Linked DNA regions of Sus scrofa: region 1 is linked to region 2. Evidence: chromatin contacts called from public Hi-C data. All regions are on one chromosome and are shown on one strand. Each heading gives the region's core, a stretch centred on a gene start, on an enhancer-like site or on the middle of the called end of the contact. The rest is flanking DNA. Distances are from core to core; before and after follow the strand shown. Region 1 holds the start of LMNB1 (lamin-B1). Region 2 holds the start of CEP120 (centrosomal protein of 120 kDa).

Region 1 (4,970 bases), core at 86-2,585, 2.9 Mb before region 2:
TCCCTCCCCTTCCTCTCTCCGCCCGCGCAGAGCTCATTCATTCTCTAGGCCGGCAGCCCGTCCTCCCCAGCCGGCCATTCCTGCCCCGCAAACCCACCAGACGCTTTGTCTCGGTCCGGCCGGAAACCGTGGCGCGCATTTAAGCGCGTGCCCAGAAGCCACCTCCCCGCACCTGGCGCTTGCCCGGCCTCGGCGCGCAAAAGCCTTCTGGATCCCGGAGTCCGAGGCCCGAAGCCGGGCGTTACTCCTCCGCGGTCAGAGGCGCGCACTTCGCCGGGTCCCACAGGGAACCCAAGATCGGGAAATGTACATCCCGGTTTTACCACCGCTACAACTTGAGGCCCCTGCGGGACCCCTGCGCCTGCTGAAAAACACTAGATTCTTCCTCCTTCTTGGAGATGGAAACCCTGCCCTTTCCGAAGGGCGTAGGCACCCAGGCCTTCACCCTCCCGCCCGAGCTGCGCCCCCCACCCCTCGTGTGAGTTACCGCGGCCGCCAGGCGAGCACTCACTTGAGGAGCAGCTGGTCGTGCTCGGCTTTGAACTTGCCCAGCTCGATCTGCAGCTTGGCGCGTTCGCGGGCCGTGTCGTCGAGCGCGCGTCGTGCGTCGGCCAGCTCTGTCTCGTAGAGAGCCTTGAGGCCGGTGAGCTCGCGGCCACGCACCTCCTCGCGTTCGGTCACCTGCAGCTGCAGCGCGCTGTTCTCTGTCTCCAGGCTGCGCACCTTGTCGATGTACACGGCCAGCCGGTCGTTGAGCTCGCGCAGCTCCTCCTTCTCCTGCAGCCGCGACAGCCGCGTGGGGCTCAGCGGCGTGGTGGGGCCGCCCGCGCGGCTGCCCGTGCGCGACTGCACGGGGGTCGCTGTCGCCATGGCGATCGGCGGGGAGAGCGGGGCGCGGAGGCCGTGGGCAGCACGGGAATAAGAGGGGCGGCAGGGGCCGAAGCGGGAGAGAAGGCGCGAACCGGCGACCCACGCTCGCGGAGAGACCGGCGTGAGGAGGAAGGACGAAGCACCTGGGATGGCGGGAGAGGGGTTACAGCACAAAGGGCAAAGGGGGAGGACTACAAAATCAATCAGTCGTAAAATATCCTGTGTAAGAAAACATGCACACACTCACACACGCGCGCACACACACGCTCGGGAAATACGGGGCAAGGGTGGCCGGGATGGCCGAGCAGAATCCGCGCGCCGCCGCCGCCGCTGAGTCTCCCGCCCGCAGCACTTTGTTTCCTCTCAAACGGCGCTGAGCCGCGGGCGGGGGGAGGAGGGCGGAGGGGCGGGCGGGGGCGGAGGTGGCGCGGACCGCGGCGCCGCGCTTCCCAAGATGGCCGGCGCGCTCTGATACCTCACGTGACCGTCACTGGCCAATGGGGAGCCAGCAGCAGGGGGCGGGCCTGTAAATTCAAAATCATGCCTTCTGGCAACTGTCGGGTCTGTGAGCGCCTGGCTGGGCGTGGCGGGGGAAGGACTGAGGGCGGCGGGGAGGGGCGGCGAGGACTGCTCGCGCGGCGGCCCGGGGCCCTGAGCCGGCCTGGTCTTCCCCACCACCCTGCGGGGACCCCCGGCGGGGCCGGGCCAGCGGATGGCGGGAAGGAGCCCAGAGGTTTCCGGGGCGGGTCCGAGCCGCCGCCCACACCCGGCGGTTCAGGGAAATTCAAAAGTAAACGTCTCTAACAGCCACGCGCAAAACTCGTAGAGGCCGGGACGACCGCGGGCATTGTAACCTTATACCCCGCCCCGCGGAGAGGGTTCGGAAAACTGCCTGGAGGCCGGGCCGCCTTGGAGTTACGTAATGGACGCTGGTGTCCGAGGTTCAAAACCAACTGCGTGCGGGGTCCAAGGGAAGCCTTTTTTCTCTCAAGGGGAAAATGGTGTATCAGAACACCTCCTCCCATCAAATTGACGCACGCGTGTCCTGCAGCCAAGCCGACAGATAAGATCCCAGAAACGCCAACTGCTGATGAGCAGTCCCTGATCCATCTATTTCTTAACAATTTAGGGCGCTATAAAATCAAAACCACCTCACAAGTGATACGATTAACATGTTACTAAGCAGATAGTAAACATGCTGTTTATTGTCATGCTGCAGTAAAATCTGATGCATCAAGATCTAAACTTGTGAAAACTTAAGTAGAAATGACTTTTGCTTTAAAAAGGGATCCCTAAAATGTAATTGACAACAATGCCAATAGAATGTCCATGAATCCATTTTAACTTTCAGGCTGACACTGAAATTGTCTATGTGCCTTACCTGAGCTTTTCTTGAATTATCCGTCCACACACTTGCTTTTGATGTGGGAACTGGAGTCTTTGCATTTGAAAATGTATCCTTGGGGAGTTCTTGGGTTCAGTGGATTAAGGATCAAGGAGTTGTCACTGCAGGTGCTTGGGTCGCTGCCGTGGCGCCCGTTCGATCCCTGGCTAGGGAACTTCCACATAGCCGGGGTGGCCAAAAAAAGAAAATGTGTCCATGTAATAGATGAATTTCCTTACAGCAGAGCAGGACACAGGACTGCACTGAAACCCAAGCGGCTTCATTTGACTCCAGAGCCTTGCCCTTAACTATAACCTAGACGAGCACCTCATAACCTATTAGGGACACATCTGTAGAATAATTACAGGTTACTTTAATAATGGCAGAAATAAAGACTGAACGTTCTTTACATAGTAGCCATGTACATAGGAATTAGTGAAGGGCACCAGGCTGCATATCATCCTCCATGAATTTCCAGGCACTCTATGATCATGATACTCTCATGAATGGTTTTATTTCCTGCCCTGTTATCTAAAATACCTCCCTCCTTCACAGTGAGTTGAAAAGGTTCTGTTGTGAAGTTGGTGATGTATATAAGTATTAAAATAATTTTAATAAATGAAAAGGATCTTGAAAAATCGAAATTACATAGAAAGAAATGAGGCTTAAAGAAGGTGAGTGCTGGGTCCAAGGTAGCAGAATCCAAAATGGGATGTAAATCCACTCTCCTTGAAGCTCTTTCCACCACACCGATGGCTTGGTTTTCAGTCCTTATTTTCCTTTTACCTCAGATTTTTAAAAATATTTGGAGATTTTTAAAAATTATTTTCCCAACATTTTTGAAGTTTTAAGACTGTGAAGTGATTTTCAGGCATGATCTCTCCTGCTCTCAACCCCAGGAAATTTTCTCTTGATAGAACTTCTCAATCTCAGATTGTTTTGGGAAACTCAGATTATATCCTATTTGCTGAAACAAGTATACTGCAGTCAGTTGAGAATTGACTGTGATAGCAATGTAACTTTATAGAAGTTATTATAGATGATTCCTACCTTGCAGGGATTTGCAATAATTAAATAAAAGAACATATGTGATGTAAGTATAGCATAATGTGTATTATGTTTAGACAGAATATGGAATGGCTTAAATAGTAATCCTTACTAACAATAATCCTGTGTCTCCAATCAAAAGTAATGAGAAAAAAAAAAAGGAAAATCTCTTAGCCTTAGAATTAGGCAATTGTACAAACATTTGGTCAAGTACTTTATTTAATGTACACTTTCCTTGTTCTCTTGGCTTTTCCCATGCCTAACTTTGTATCTGGACCAAGGCCCATTGATTCCCTACTCTTTCATACTAAATGTGTCCAGCCCTCCTCATTTAAATAATTCCTGCAGTCACCTCACCACCAATGTTTTCCCCAATAAATGCAAAGAAAATAACACACTGTATGAGTACGGTGACAACGCTTCTGCACTTACAAAGACAGTCGTAATTTGAAATAGTCTGCCTGTTTTTTCCTATAAACCTTTACTTACTTGTCAGTGCACATGTTCTGTGGTCAGGCCATATACGTCACTACCAAGCCTCAACTTCCCAAAGCATCCTTTACCTCTTTAAATCTCCTCCCACAACACAGAGAGAATTCACTTCATTCAGAGAATTGATTCGACATTTGCCCTACTTTGTATATGTCATTTGGATCTGTGACAGAATAAAACAGGATACCTATCATGTCTGGGCAGAAAGAACCCAAACTAGGATGGAGATGGGTAGGAAAGGAGAAGGAGAGACTGAAAGCTAGCAGTAAACCACTTTTGTCCCAGGAGAGGGGAGTGACAGCTGGCAGATAGCTGAGTACACAGTGCAAACAAACTGGGGAGCTACCATACCAAATGAAGAAAAAAAATTGCTAAGTAGTATCTCTTTTTTAAAAGTAATACCTCTTCAATATGTTTGCTGAAGAAATAAATGAAAAAATAATTTAATGCATAATCCTCTACTAGGCCAGATTGTTTCTATTTAATATACTTTGCAAAGTTAATACTTTTTCCAATTATCGTAAAAGCATAACAATAAATCATGTTTTAGAATGTGAATGACTATCCAGAATGCTTTCCAACTCTGATTTAATTTTTGTGTTTTTAAAAAGAGCTGAAGAGTTTTTCTCTTAGCATACTGCCATGAAATTTATATACTGCTCACAATTGTTTTCCAAATTGCTTGAGTTCTGAATACATGGTATTAGTGGCATTGGCAAGATTATTTTAACTCAGTGGTTCCTTCTTACTGATAGTTCTTGATTTAGTCAAAAAGAAAAACTAATTTGCATGGTTGCATTTTAATTTTGTTTTATGCCAAAACATGGTGATACTATATTTTCTTTATTCTTTTTTTTTTTTTTTTTATGAGAGTTGCAACGTTTATTTCTGGTTCTCTCTTGTTTTTTTTTTTTTTTTATTTTTTTTTTTTTCTTTTTTGCCACACAGGCAGTATGTGGGAATTCCTGGGCCAGGGATTGAACCTACGCCGCACAGCAGCAACCAGAGCCACAGCGGTGAGAACGCAGGAGCCTCAACCCGCTAGGCCATCAGAGAACTCCCAATATTTTCTTTATTCTTAAAAGATATCTTTAAAGTATTTGTTAAAGTAGTATCTATACATCAGATTTTAACAGCTTTTTTTTTTTTTTTTTTGTCTTTTTTTTTGTCTTTTTGC
Region 2 (5,035 bases), core at 1,475-3,974:
ACAGATTTTTTTCTGACCTGGGATCATTCTCTGGCGTTCAGTGATGGTTTGTAATCTAGGGTTTCAGCCCAGCTGTACATCCGAAAGCAAAAACAATGAAGTATATTGATGGCAGTTCCTAGTTCTTTTACAGCTGCTACTTAAGGTCCGAGGTTGTTCATATTAAAAGGTAGTAACCAAATGGCATTTACTGTATTTAAGTCCTGTACTAAAGAATCACATATGGGTAGCATATACAATGGTAATTGCCTAGCTGAAGCTGAAGTTAAAAGAGTTATGTGACTTGCTTAAGGTCACCCAGCATGATGATGGCAGAGGAAGGTCCCAAACTCTGATCTCCTGGGTGTTCTTTCCACTGGAGATACTTAGTGCTTTGGCCTCCCTTGTGTAGCATTTAATGTTAAGTAGTGTTTTACACTCCTGGTAACCTTGTTTTTGCTTGTTGTTACTCTGTTTGCTTTTATTTTTTTTTCTTTTGGTCTTTTGAGAGTTACACCTGTGACATATGGAGGTTCCCAAACTAGGGGTCGAATTGGAGCTGCAGCTGCTGGCCTACACCACAGTCACAGCAACTTGGGATTTGAGCCATGTCTGCAACCTATACCACAGCTCATGGCAACGCTGAATCCTTAACCCACTGAGCAAAGCCAGGGATCAAATCTGCGTCCTCATGGATGCTAGTCAGATTCATTTCTGCTGAGCCATGAAGGGAACTCCATTATTATTATTATTATTTGTCTTTTTGCCATTTCTTGGGCCACTCCTGCAGCATATGGAGGTTCCCAGGCTAGGGGTCGAATCGGAGCTATAGCTGCCGGCCTACACCAGAGACACAGCAACACAGGATCCGAGCCGCGTCTGCAACCTACACCACAGCTCACGGCAACGCCGGATCCTTAACCCACTGAGCAAGGACAGGGATTGAACCCGCAACCTCATGGTTCCTAGTTGGACTCATTAATCACTGCACCACAATAGGAACTCCCATTATTATTTTTTGAGTATGTAGACATATTAGACTGCTCATTGGAGTATATATTAAATAACAACACTGATATTGCATCAACAAAATTTAGACTGTGGTAAACTCTGTAGGACACAAGACTAGTTTTTTCAGTGAAGAGTTTCAAGAGAAAAAAAAGTGGGAGTTAGTACTTCTAGAGAAGAAGAGGCAAGAGAGAGATCAACCAAATACATTATATTCTGGAACTTGTTTGGGTCCTGATTTGAACAAACTAACTGAAAAAAATTTTTAGACAATCAAGGAAATTTGAGCATGACAACTTAATTATATTAAGGAATTGCTGTTAACTTTTAAGATGCAATAGCTCACTTGTGGTTAAGTATCTGACGTTTTAAGATTGTTTAAAAAAAGTCTCTCTTTTTAGAGGTACATATTGAAAGAGAATAATCAATATATAAGGGATTTCCTTCAAATCATGGCTCCTCTGCACCAGATGAAGATGATTGGTTTTAAGCTGATAATTGTTGGAGCTGTGTTGTGGGTACCTACAGGTTCATTACATTATTCTATCTACTTTCGAGTCTGATATTTTCCTCAAAAGAATGTATCATTCAACAATGAACCCAAAGTAGATCATTATTTTGATTTTATATGGCATAATGTGTTATTTCACTCAGGGAGGCCTCTGAAGGGTCCTGAAAAGGATTTAGATTCTTCCACTTTTTTTTTTTTTCTTTTTAGGGCAGCACAGCATATAGAAGTTCTCAGGCTAGGGTCCAAGTGGAGCTGTAGTCGCCAGCCTATGCCACAGGTCACAGCAACGCTGGATGCTTACCCCGCTGAGCCAGGCCAGGGAAGGAACCCGCATTCTCGTGGATACTAGGTGGGGTAGTTTCCACTGAGTCACAAGGCGAGTGAACTCCTCTTTTTTTGGGTCTCCCAGCATGAAGTTCCCTGGCTTGGGACTGAACCCCCAGCCACAGCCTTGCGTCCTTAACGGCTGGGCCACCAGGGAATGCCCTGAAAGGGTCTTAGAAGTAATCTAGTATGGTCTCCAGCTCCCTGCACAAAGCAGAGGTGGAGGTGGGGAAGGAGAAATTGTACTCTCTTCCTCTTCCCTCCCACCTATCTCGTCCAAGATCCAATTTCAAACTAGGTGACCTCCAAAAGATTTTTAATCTTCTCTAAAATAATGCCTGAAGTTTTAGGGGGAGAAGGGTGGAAAAGGGAAAATGTCGGTTGTCAGCCTTGTTTAATTTCTGGTCTTGATTTTGCTAATTAGTTACTTTGTGGTCCGGGGTTAGAAAACCCTATACCTTTAATTTCACTGCCCACGTGACAATGTTTTTGTTTTAGGGTAATTTCTAAAGCACAGGAAATTCTCAGAGAGCTTACGTCACTGCCAACGTTACAGTAATTACCGTATTGACGCTACTTGTTTATAAGGCGTGGAAACTTGAGCTGCAGCGCGAGGACAATTTAGCAATTTCAGAGTTCAGATGTAAATTATTATTGCTCTGTAACTTAACTTCTAAGCAGTGTTGATACTTGGGACCTGAACAGACCTAATTGTTGTTTTTGTTTGTTTGTTTGTTTTTCCTTTAATGACTACTGATACAATTTCCAGGTTGTTTAGGGCATAAAGCAGAGAATACAGCGCATTCACGTTCCTCCCAGGGGAACTTCAGGAAGTGTTTACTGCAGTAGTGCGCCTGCGCAGTTGTTCTCCACCAAATCGCCCGCTTTCCCCCATCCGGCTAGCAGGGGGCGCTGTGAGGTAATGGCTAGTCTTCTCCCGAGACCTCTGGAACGTAGCGTAAAAGGCCAGGAAGGGAAGCCGGCTAAGGGGCGTTCTATCTTCGACTGCCCTGGTCTCTATCACCCTTTGTCCTCCAGCCTCCCCTGCGCGCAGGGCCTGCGGGCCTGGTTGCTAGGCGGAAGCGGGGCGCGGTGGCGGCCGCGGCGGCTGCCCGGGCGTTTGAAAAGCGGCTACGCGGGCGGCAAAAGGTGCTCAGGCGGCGGGCTCCCCTCTCCCTGCAGACTGGCCCAGCCGGCTGCTGAGTGGCTTTTGTCTTCTGTCGGGGCCCGGTTGCGGGTGGACTGTCAGCCTGGGGACGGGAAGCCGGGCGCGCTACAAGCGGGCCGCAGAGCTGGGTCCGGGCGTCTGGGGCCACGGGCGGGCGACGGAAGCCTCACCCAGAGCCCTGCCGTGGGTGGCGGGCTACCTGCAGCTCACCCGGGCCCCTCTTCCTCCCAGCAGACCCCGCCTGTGGGCCGCCGACCGCGACCATGGTCTCCAAGTCCGACCAACTGCTCATCGTCGTGTCCATCCTCGAAGGTGAGTGGCCCGGCACCTGCTTTTGCAACTGCTGCTTCCAGAATTTTAACAGAGTAGTGCGGGGCCGAGGCTTTGTTAACCTTAGGAACCCTGGCTTGTGCGGCCCCCAGAGACTTGTTCAGAGTTGTACGTAGTGAGGTCCGTTAGGCAATTGATTTAAAAATCCCTCAAGGGAATATGAGCGCTGTTAGAGATCGGTGATATATAGCGTGACTAGCCATAGACCCCAGAGGATCTTGGCAAAACGATTTGCATCAGAAGCAGCGTGTATGTGACTTTGATATTATGAGCTGAAAGTGTGCTTGGAAAGCACGATCTGTTCAGCGACTTCCCGGTAATACCATTGGTGAAAATTTTGCTTTCACTCTAGTACAAGTTTCTCTTTACAAGTCGATGGGGGCCTTAGAAGACAGTTGTCAGGAGGGTCTGTTACACTTGCATGCCTTAAAGTTTGATTTGTCGAAGGAGTGACATTTGTTTATTAGGCATCTCACTGACTGTGAGGCAGTGCGCTGAGCCTGTAAACCAGTCCTGGTTCTAAAAGCTAAAGGTGTAGCATGAAGAGCAACAAATCATTCAAATAATGCATCAGGGTGTGGGTATGGTCTCTTTTGCCTGGGCAAGCTGGGAAAGGTTTCCTAGAGGAGATGGAGTTTATTCGGGTCCTAAAAGATGATTAGGAATTCGTCAAGTGGAAAAAGGAAGGAAGGGCATTCCAGGCAAAAGGAAGAGCCGGTGGCATTTAAGGTGTAGTAAAGCAAGGCTTGCTTCTGTTTGCTTTAATTCAGTGAGGTTGAGAGCAGGATGCAGCAAAATGGAGAGAGTCGATAGGTAAATTGAGGGTGAGTTATGAATAACAGGACAAGAAGGAGTCATCTTGAGTAGTGAGATAGAGGAATGGCTGGGGATTGTCATGGTGGTGTCCCCCCCAAAAAAAAGGTATGGGGAGGGCCTAGGAGTATGGGTGTGGGGGGAGGTTGAGAGGGAAGAAAACACTGGAAACCTAATTTTCGAGTTGTGGAACAGGAGACTGACCAGAAGTCATAGTGTTGGGACAGTTTTAACTGTGAGGTTGCTGACTTTTAAAGACATAGGCCTGAAATTCTACTCTACTTTAGTGAACAAAAAGCTTTTGAACTTGGAACCGTGCTGCATGCTCTGAGATAACAGAAATGTAAGGCACTCACTGTCCCTTCAAGGTTGTAGGGTTCTGGCTCCTTGGGGAGACCAAAGTAATGCACAGGAGCTAATATGTTGGGATGTGATATAAGTTAAATAAAGCTCAAGGATCCAGGCTGTAAATGGAAGTTTTGGAGGTGGCTGAGGATGATGGCTGAAGTGCCTTGAGTGATACCTGAGCTTGAGGTAAACGAGGATAGAGGAAGGTCATCCCAGGTGATTCAACAGCCCGGGCCACTGTGGGAGTGAGCAGGGTGGGTAGCACAGTGAAGAGGTCAGCAAGATGACCAGAACGGAGGAAGGAGGCTATTAGGAATACTGTGGTAAGAAATACGCTTGTATAGACAGGGTGCATAGGCCTTGGAGGATCTTGAAAACTGTGGTGTTTAGATTTAATGTTCTGAAAAATAGGGAGGCGGGATACATTCTTAAGTAGGAGAATAGTTTTTGCACGTTTAGTTTAATAGCAGTGTGCAGGGAGGAGAACCTGGCGTTGGGAAGGTCAGTTAGGTGTTGCTACAAACATGTCTAAAACTGGCGTGCGGTCCTCCCTC

Evidence for each region. Hi-C and Micro-C count contacts between places; a contact is called where the count stands out from the background.
Region 1: a Hi-C map of liver shows a contact between it and region 2, with 6 times the contacts expected there. The contact joins the promoter of LMNB1 here to the promoter of CEP120 in region 2. A contact is called at or near these places in 1 of 5 promoter capture datasets (liver) and 1 of 47 Hi-C or Micro-C datasets (liver).

What each region holds. Positions count from the first base shown.
Region 1 is chr2:129,803,593-129,808,562 of Sscrofa11.1, reverse strand. LMNB1 (lamin-B1) reads right to left here and starts at 1,335. Exons shown (of 11, transcript XM_003123882.5): 1 at 512-1,335. The coding sequence starts at 870.
Region 2 is chr2:126,927,806-126,932,840 of Sscrofa11.1, reverse strand. CEP120 (centrosomal protein of 120 kDa) reads left to right here and starts at 2,724. Exons shown (of 21, transcript XR_002341873.1): 1 at 2,724-2,971; 2 at 3,225-3,302.